2 separate regions of the Oryctolagus cuniculus genome follow, and region 1 is linked to region 2. The links are chromatin contacts, called in public Micro-C maps. All regions are on one chromosome and are shown on one strand. The core of a region is the stretch at or near the end of the contact, and the rest is flanking DNA. Distances in the headings are between cores, read along the strand shown. Region 1 holds the start of MAP3K7CL (MAP3K7 C-terminal like). Region 2 holds the start of BACH1 (BTB domain and CNC homolog 1).

The links. A called contact is a pair of places that touch in the nucleus more often than the background predicts.
Region 1: a Micro-C map of ear pinna shows a contact between it and region 2, with 6 times the contacts expected there. The contact joins the promoter of MAP3K7CL here to the promoter of BACH1 in region 2. A contact is called at or near these places in 3 of 6 Hi-C or Micro-C datasets (ear pinna, psoas muscle and an unstated tissue).

The regions. Positions count from the first base shown.
Region 1 is chr4:16,569,679-16,574,523 of mOryCun1.1, reverse strand. MAP3K7CL (MAP3K7 C-terminal like) reads left to right here and starts at 2,824. Exons shown (of 5, transcript XM_051859470.2): 1 at 2,824-3,001. The coding sequence starts at 2,966. CCT8 (chaperonin containing TCP1 subunit 8) reads right to left here and starts at 2,743. Exons shown (of 16, transcript XM_008267158.4): 1 at 2,467-2,743. The coding sequence starts at 2,526.
Region 2 is chr4:16,285,489-16,290,444 of mOryCun1.1, reverse strand. It overlaps BACH1 (BTB domain and CNC homolog 1), which reads left to right and starts at 1,538. Exons shown (of 6, transcript XM_008267170.4): 1 at 1,538-1,749; 2 at 2,470-2,554.

The DNA.
Region 1 (4,845 bases), core at 1,575-4,074, 280 kb before region 2:
AAAGCCAGCAGCTGTTTGTTCACTGGGAATTCTTCTTATTTGACAGAGTTATAGACAGTGAGAGAGAGAGAGACAGAGAGAAAGGTCTTCCTTCTGTTGGTTCACTCCCCAAATGGCCGCCAAGGCCGGTGCTGCGCTGATCCGAAGCCAGGAGCCAGGAGCTTCTTCCTGGTCTCCCTTGCGGGTGCAGGGCCCAAGCACTTGGGCCATCCTCCACTGCACTCCTGGGCCACAGCAGAGCTGGACTGGAAGAGGAGCAACCGGGACTAGAACCCAGCACCCACATGGAATGCCGGAGCTGCAGGTGGAGGATTAACCAAGTGAGCCAAGGCACCGGCCCCTTGTTCACTGGGAATTCTAACTGAAGGTATCTGTTCCAAAATGTTTAGGGACTAAAGTATACAGACTTTTGAACTGCAATTCCAACATGTATACTTTAAAAATTCCAAATTGTTTACAATACTAAAATTCTAAATACCTGACATCTCACATAGGTTTCATAAACCTACTATTTATATCAAGGTTTTTCTAGTGCTACACTGCCCAATACAGTGCCATTAACCACACGTGGCTATTTGAATTAAAAAGTTCAGCTCCTCTACTACACTAGCCACATTTCAAAGATACAGTTGGTATCATAACGCACAGCTCTCTACAGAAAATTTCCATCATTGCCTAAAGTTATATTGGACAGTACTGCTCTAAAACACAGCCTCCCTCCAACAATTTCATTTAAGTCCCATCTCCTGACACCCTGCGAACAGGCAACTGATCATAAATCAGAGTGTCACTCTTCTACTTAAGGCCCTTTAATGTGAGCAGCATCAGCATCTCGTGAGTGCCAGTTCGAGTCCTGGCAGCTCTATTCCCAATCCAGTCCTCTGCTAAAGTACCTTGGAAAATAGCAGGAGATGGCCCAAGTGCTTCACCTCTCACCTACATGGGAGACCTGGATGTAGTTCCAGGCTCCTGGCCTCAGCTTTGCCCAGCCCGGCTGTTATGGCCACTTGGGGAAGATACCACCGGCAGATGAGATACCTCTTTCTCTCACCCTCCTCTCTCTAAACTGCCTTTCAAATAAATACATACATACATATATAACCTTCAATGGCTTCCCATCTCATAAAAGTAAAATGCAAATCCCTCTGGGGATACAAGGGCACACCTGTCCTGGCTGCGGCTCACAGTGCTTCTGAACACATCTTTTACCATGCCCGCTTTCCTTTTGCAAGCTTCAGTCTGTTACCTTACTCAATTTTCTTTAAGAAACAGGACAAATTCACTGCATACCCAGGGTCTTTGCACAGTCTGGTGTGTCAGCCCGAAACATTTCCTGCTCTACTCTTTCCTGGCTCTTTCTGTCTTTTGGAACTAGTTAAGAGTCGCCTGAACATCATTTTCAACTGTTCTGCTTCTGGCCTTCCCCTCTCTCTTTTTTTAATCCTTTTCATTCCCCACTATTATCAGTACTGTTTATTTCCTTTATTATTATTTCAAATTCTCCCTCAGATGAATATAAACTCTAAAAGCCAAGACTTCTTTCACTGAAGCCCCCTCAGTACCCACTTATTTCAACAATTATCTTCGTGTTCTGCAGAAAACTGCTAGCACCTGAATGACAATAATGCTTTGATACACAATTTCCCTAAAGTAAGCGGGGAAGGGGAAATCCAAATTGGAAGCTGCAATTTCACTGAGTTTTTTTAGGGAGCAAATAATGTCACATTACCAAAGAGATATCCCACCAACATAATCTTGTTAGCATTTATGTAGTACACCTACGTTCTCTGAAAAGTGCATCCTACGAAACAAAACAGCCCTAACCTCGCAGAAACTGTTAATGTGCTAGCTCCCAATAAACGATGCTCCCGGAATTACGTTCACAAGATCAGAAAGCTAAGTAACTGTACTTGGGCCAGGGTGTCTCCTACGCAGTGAGCTCCACGGGTCGGTCAGATATTTAAGACGATGAAAGTCAGCCCCAGCCCGGTACGTCCTGCACCCCGTCAGCCGACGCTGAGACCAGAACCCCCCCACCCCCGCCCCGGTCCCACAAGGGACTCCCGGCCTCATGGAACCGAAGCGGGAGAGCTTCGTCTCACACTACAGCAGCAGCCCGGGGTGGGTGCCATCTCCTCGCTCCGCACCAGCCCCGTTTCACGGATGGAGAGAAAGCGCACGAGGGGCTTGACGCTGGCCCGGCCCGAGCGCGTAGAAAGCGAATCCCGAGGCCCTGCCCCTCACCCGGCGCCTCGTCCCCTCTCGATCCTTTCCCGGGATATTAAAGAACGGAAGAGCCCCGGGCCTCGGCGGCCGAGCTCCCCCGAGAACACCTCCCCTTCTGGAATCTTCTCTCCGGCTCTGCCAGGGGGACACGCCGGGCCCGTTAGTAGGCCCGTGTCTTCGCTGCGGCCGCCCCAGCCCTCTGCCGACCCTCCCACCTCGCCGACTTCCTCCACTCCTTACTTTCGCGCCTTCTTTGAGCATCTGGGCAAAGCCCGGAGCTTTGGGGACGTGAAGCGCCATGGCCAGCCTGCAGAGGAACCGTTCACGCGCTCGCTAAGATCCCGGAGGTGGCAGGCGAGGGGCACGCACAGCCTTCTGGGAACGCGGCGTGCGGCCGCTGCACGCTCCGCCCCGCTCGTCAGCGAGCCCGCCCTTTCCCCCCGGCCTGATTTCAAGACTCGCGACAGCGAGAGCAGCTCCCGCTGCCAGAACCGATCTGACGATCCCCGATCAGGTCGATCGATCGGCGGAGCGCTAGATACACACTCGGTCTTCTGGCGGACGAATGCGCGCAGGCGCACCAAGGTCATTGTGATTTTTATTTTCCGTTTGCGGGCCCTGCCGACGGTCCTCGGAGGTCTCGGCGTGTGGTTTTTGCTGTACTTGTTAGGCGTAATTTCCACCTAACGCTCCAGACCTAGACACCAGCTTCAGGTGTCCTTTTCTTCCCGAGGCACAGATGTTGCCCTCATCTCCTGAGGCTGGCCTAGATCAGGTACTCTGGGCACCGTAGGAAGTGCTCGCGACGTGGAAGTGGTGATTGAGATCGTTGGTGAGGATAGCTGCGTGTGAGTGCCCACGAGTGCTTTACGTGTAATAGCTGTTGTGGTCGACCTTACAAGTTAGCAATCCTGTCTTCATGTTACAGAAGGGAAACAAAGCGAGCCAAACGAACGGTAATGACTTTCTCAAGATCACAGAGCAAGAGCTAAGATTCCTACTCAGATCGGGTTGAAAAACGCACTCAACCACTTCTTTTCTGCTTCCTGGTGGTAATACAAATCCCTTCGTTTTCCTGTCATCTTTTCAAACCTGACCTCTGTGTCTTTCCACACTGACACATGGCTGATTTAAATAAAAGTTGTCACGCTGGGACAGAATCCACTCGTTTTGTAGACGGAAAATACAGAAAACATGGAGCAACATTTTGGTGGAGCCTTTGATTTGGACGCATATGATTAACTGTCTTAACTTGGGGCAGATTAGCGTCCTTAGTCAAATTTAGCATCATTTTGTTCCTAATAAGCATTTAAAATAATAATGGAAACTGCTTTTTTGCCACCTCAGACCGTATTTGAACCACTCATTGGGAAATACTGCAAAAGATCAACAGTTCTCAAAGTGTAGTCCACTGGTAATGATTTTCATGATACCAAGACATTTCCTCTTGCTTTCAGTAGGAATTTTTCAGAGGCCCACGTGATGTGTTATATGGCAGCAGTTTGAATGTCAAAGGAATGAGAAGCCGATTATCTACTTTTTTAATTTTTATTTTTTTAAACTTTAATAAATATAAATTTCAAAACTACAACTTTTGGATTATACCGGTTTTTGCCCCCATAACCACCCTCCCACACGCAAACCATCCCATCTCCTACTCCCTCTACTCTTCATTTACTTAGTATATACTAAGTTCATCTTCTGTATATAAAGATAATCAAAAATGATTTTTTTTTTTTTTGCCAGGCAGAGTTAGACAGTGAGAGAGAGAGAGAAAGAGAGACAGAGAGAAAGGTCTTCCTTTTGTTGGTTCACTGCCCTAATGACCATTAGGGTGCTATGCCGCTCTGAAGCCGAACCGGGTACTTCCTCCTGGTCTCCCAAGCGGGTGCAGGGACCCAAGCACTTGGGCCATCCTCCACTGCACTCCCGGGCCGCAGCAAAGAGCTGGACTGGAAGAGGAACAACAGGGACAGAATCTGGCGCCCCAACCAGGACTAGAACCCTGGGTGCCAGGGCTGCAGGCGGAGGATTAGCCAAATGAACCATGGCACCGGCCCAAAATGAATCTTAATGAAGCCAATTATGTAAAAGCCAAACATGTAAAATAATGAGACTGCTCTCATTAAAAAAGAAATTACTTGAAGAGATCTCCCATCTGCTGGTTCACTCCCCACATACCATAAACATTTGGGGTTGAGTGGGGCCAAAGTCAGGAGCCAGGAACTCAATCCAGGGTTTTCCCCATGGGTGACAGGAATCTAATTACTTGAGCCATTACTGCCGCCCAGTGATGTGGGGCCCAGCCAGAATAGGAAGGGAAGTAGGGTAAAATTAACTGGAAGACTTTTCCGTAGTTTCTGTCTCTAGCCCTGCTAACTCCACCCCTTTACCTGCCACTGGTGGTTTCCTCCAGGACCAGGAAGGTGAAGCACATGTACAGAGAGAAGCAACTGGAGATGCAATAAAATTGTCCCAGAGGACCTCATGTGCCTTGAATCCTACCCAAACTCCACCGTTTATGTAATAAAACAGCACATCATTCCCCATAAAGGGGACATGAGAACTTCCTTTTTCAGCCTCCTCCCATGCTTTCTCCTTGTGGGGAGGTCTTTCTCT
Region 2 (4,956 bases), core at 289-2,788:
AGGGTGTGTTCCTTGTTGAAGAAACTGCATAGGTGTGGGAGGCAGAATGTAGTTACACTGGCTCAACGTGGAAGAAAAGTGAAGCCTCAAAAACCCTCACATGATTTATAAGAACCCCAATCCTTCTTTCATGGTCTACTTCCAGCTGTCCTTTCCTTATTTCTTGTTAAATATCTGCACAGCTACCATGAACTCAGGTAGCCTGGAATGCCATCTGCCTCCTCCCTGGACAGCTGGGTCTCACACATGACCATTAAGACACAACACAAATGTTACTCCTCTGGGAATCTCTCCCTGATATCCAAGCCATAGTGTATCATTTTACCATTTGTACTCGCATTCAATTTCTGTCATTTTCTCGTGTATTTCGAATATAATGCGAATGTCCCTAAGTCCTGCAGACTGTGGGTACAGCCCTGCAGTTTTGTTAATAATAATACATGAATTCATTATTGTGGTAAGTTTTTTTTTTTTTTTTTTTTTCTGCCATGTTGCTCCAGGGCTGTCTTACTGAATTCAAGAAATAAGTCCACACTTTCTGGAGCTGCTGCCAGTTGAGCCACCAAGTTTTCCCATCTCTCCTTCTCCATTAGAAGTGAAAAGCCAACAACAAAATCCTTTCAGACAGATCCTTCGAGGGCTGCAGGCCTCCGGTTGAGTGCCATCTCTCCAGGAACTCTATTATGGAGTTGGCTGGCACAATCCCCTCTCTTCCGACATGGATAAGCTTTGCCATGTGCGCTCTGCAGGGCCCAGGCTTTCAGCTCCAGAGGTGTTAAATGGCTTGGGAACATAATTTTAAAGGTGACAATTGGATACACACCACAATAAGCATCAAGGGATGAAAGCGCAACCAGAGCTCGAGCCGGGCCCGCTGACACCGCTGGCACCGAACCTGGCTGGAAGTTTCCTGGCAGTCGTGGTGAAAAGGGAACACCTGTTAGCGGATGCCCTTGTTCTCATTCAAGCCAGGGCTGCCAGACGCCTTCTACAATATCCCGGATGTACTTGCTTCTTCCCGATCGGCAGGATCCCACACCTGGCGAATCTGGGCGCCTGCCACCCCGAGGGCTTCCTCAGCCACGACCCCTGTGCGGCTCTGGGGAGGGGCGCCCGCTCTCACTCCCGCAGGGCGCGGGAACCCGGAGCTCCAGGCGCCGTGACGGCCTCCGGGCGTCCGGACACCACTCGGGCTGAGGGGGCCGCCCCCTTTCCCTCTGCCCTCAGGAAAGGAGTGGTCCTCGTAGGGGGCTGGGCACGCGAAGGTGGGGGACCCGAGCCGCTGCCGCTCCCAGGCCGGCCGGGATCCGCTCGTCAGATGGCCGGCGCAGCCCTCCCTGGGGCTCCCAGAGCGGGCTTTCCTGATCCGCGGTTCCCCGGGTCCCCTGCCCAGGCCTCCGGAGCCGCAGGGCGGGGCTCCAAGTGCGGGCGGGACTTAGGCGCGGTGGGAGTGGCCTCACGAGGAGGGCGTGGCCTCACGAGGAGGGCGTGCCTCGCCAGGCCTGGCGGGAGGGGCGGGGCGGGGCTTCAGCGGGGCGGGGCGGGGCCTCGCGAGGCCAGGCGGGCGGGGTCTGGGAGCCTCGGGACGGCTGCAGCCGCGGCTTCCGAGCCGAGGAGAGGGGAGGGGACGGTACGGGAGGAGACGGGGCCACCGGCCGCGCGGAGGGAGTGAGTCACCTGACCGCTGCCCGCGCCACCCGCCTGCCTCGCTCGCTGCCGTCAGACGGGCCGCGCCGCGCTCCGGCTCTGGTGAGTGGCTTGGCCGGCCTGCTCGCCCTGCCCCGGGAGGGTCGCGGCCTGGGCCTGTGAGGGGAGGCGCCGAGGGGGCCTCCGGCGGCTGTTTTCTGGTGGTGGTGGTGGGTCGCGGGGCCGGGAGCGGCTGCGGCCCCGTTCCTGGAAGTGGCCGCGTCCACCGGAAGGGGCGTCCGTGGGTGCCCGTGGCTCTTGAGGCGGCCAGCGCTGTTGTTTACCGGCGCGCGCTGCACTTTACCCCCGGGCGGGCGCTCGCGCGCGCCGCGGGGTCCCGGGCGCCTGCCGCCCCTCCCCGGCCCCTCGGTCCCCGGGTCGGAGCCCACCCGGCGCCCCAGCCCGCGGCCCGCCCTGGCTGTGACACATCAGCACCGCCCTCACGGCCCGGGCCCCGTCCTGCCCTCTGCCCACTCCCAGCGCCTCCGCAGCGTCCCCCGCGCCGGGCGGCGTTTCGCCCTCCCAGCTGGGTGTGGGTCGCGCGGGTCATCGCGTCGGAAAGGCCGAACGGTGGCCAGAGCGGGAAGATCACCTGGTCTAACCTGCGTCTGGGGAAATTGGTTTTGGGGATTGGAGGTCTCAGGGCTCCCATTGTTGGCGTTTTGCCCGCTCGTCGTAATGGGGACTCTCACAACATGGTGAGAGTGGGTGTTGATTGTAGAGACACCGGCTTTGTGCTCCTGTAATGCATCACGAACGCCGTGGCTTTCTCTCTCTCTCCAGGCAGGCTCATGTCATTGAATAGAATTGTGCGGCATGCGTTTGTACCATGAGCCCTCTTTCTGCGTTCAACTTGGGCGGATTCAAGGTAAAGTGTAGTAGTAATTGTGGAGGAGCCTGTGTGGGAAAATCAAGCTACCATGTCGTCTTTGGAGGAACAAAGACTTTGTAGGATGCTGATAGTTTGGAGAATTTATATCTGTGTTGGAACTGTTACCCATGGAGGATGCCACTACTAGGTCTTTGTTCGTCTAGTGGACGCTTATTACATTCCACAGGGTTTGCATTTGAGGCTGTTTGGAAAGATCAAGGGTGGAAATTCTAGGGAGGCAGAGCATTTGAACGTGTCACATGGCCGAGCAAAGAAATGGGAAGAGCTGTCAGCTTGCTTCTTCCTGGTCTCAGGGTAGTGGTGCAAGGGCTGGGCTGGGCTGGGCTGGGCTGGGCTGGGCTGGGCTGGGTTTGGTTTGAAGGCACTTGTCACTTCTGCCATTGGACATCTTAAGGAAACCTAGGAAAAAAGGCTGCTGTGAGTCATCTTGGAGTAGGGTGGCTTTGGGGTAGTGCCTGCATCTTGTTTTGTTGTTGTTTAACATAAGGTTCTGTCAAGCGGTTTACCTTTGTTCAGTATGTTGGTTGGATAATGAGGTAGGATGACTCTTTAAAAAAGTTGTGTTGCTGAGTCATTCACCCGAGCCAGAGAGGTAATTAGGAACAGCTGGTGCAGATAGGCTCATCACATGCCTCCACTATAAAAGGCCAAGGAGCACTGAGAGGGATTGCTTCAGAAGGCTGAAGGGGACTCAGTGGTTGTCTGTTCTGATACATGTAATTAGCTGGGGAAGTGCAGGAGCACTCTTAGGAAGTGGCCAGGTAGCACTGAGGTGTTTAGACCAAGAACAGCTGCGAGATCTGACTGAGAATGAATTTGTACTGGAGAAAGAGCTAAAACTGGGGCAGAAATTTGCAGGCAGTAAATATTTGCAGGCAATAAATATTTGATACAATAAACAATACTGTACTTAGTTTTTTATTTCCTCTTGTTGTATGGTCTTTAACATTTCAAAACATGAACTTAATTGGTTCTTCATGAAAGTTTCTTTATGCTAACACAAAAGGGAGTTTTCCTCTTGTTTTTCATGACTCTTGGCTTTTCATGAATACAGGAGTAGTTTTTTGGTATCAGGAGGGTAATGTGAATGTGGGTGGATTTAACATGTCTGGTACAGTCAAGGCTAGACAGTTGTCTAATGAAAGTCAGATCATACTTATGTGTCTCATTCTCTTGAAAGATAGTACTAGTGTCTTTACATTGCGTGTCATTGTTTCTTGCTTAAAAGTAACCACATAACCCAAGCATAACTTTCCTCAGTGTGGACAAAGTTTAGGAATGGGAAATATGGAGGTGAGGGTTTGGTTCTTAACCTCATGTCAAAAGAATGATGAGTTCTTATAGTAGGTAGTTTTCATTTAAAACATTTTGTATTAGAAAAAATTAATTTTGTTTAAATTTGGGACTAGAGAAGATTATAAATGAATTTTTAGGGTCTCTAATGAAGAGTGCAAGGTGGTAAAATTAAGAAGAAGCTATTAAAACTTTGCTTTTTAAAACTTTTCTATAAAATAAGGAAGACATGAAAGATACAGATTAACAGTACTTGAGTATTACATAGTGAAGGTACATCCCCTCTACCCTTTTCTGCTCATACTTGTTATCCATTGCCAATAACATTTTTTAACAGCTGTACTTTTTTAAAAAACTTCTGATTTCTTCTTAAGGGCAATTTTTATCAATGTAATTCTGTTACTTTTATATTGTGCTTTAAAATTAGAAGCTTGAGTGTAATTTTTTTTGACACATGAAGGTTTTTTAATTTAGCAGTCAGCGTAGCTATTAATTTGCCTTCAAATTACATTTTCTTTTTTTTAATTTTTAATTAGTTTTTAAGAGATTCAGCGTGCTTTGTAGATAGAATTGTAAAAACAGTTCCCTCTTGAGTGTGAATTTATTACATTCTTGAAGTTAGTGATGGAAATAGAAAAAAAAACAGTTATATTTGGTAAATGGAATTATCGATTTGGAGACAAACTTAATGATTTGTTTGATCTGTGTATGTGATCTGAAGTGTAGTGATGTGTAAAAAGATTAATGAGAACACTTGATAATGTATACATTGGAGTGCAGTGTTTATAGAACAAATCTTTTAAGAGTTAACCATGTTCTGTGATTATTTATTTGAAAGGCAGAGTTAGAGAGAGGCAGACAGGGAGGGAAGGAGAGAAGGAGAAGAGAGATCTTCCATTCCCTGGTTCACTCCCCAAGTGGCCGCAATGGCCGGAACTGGGCCAGGCCGAAACCAGGGACCAGGAGCTTCTTCCCTGTCTCCTATGTGGATGCAGGGACCCAAGAACTTGGACCTTGCCCGTTGCTTTCCCAGGCTCATTCACAGGGAGCTAGATCTGAAGTGGAACAGCCAGGACTTGAACTGT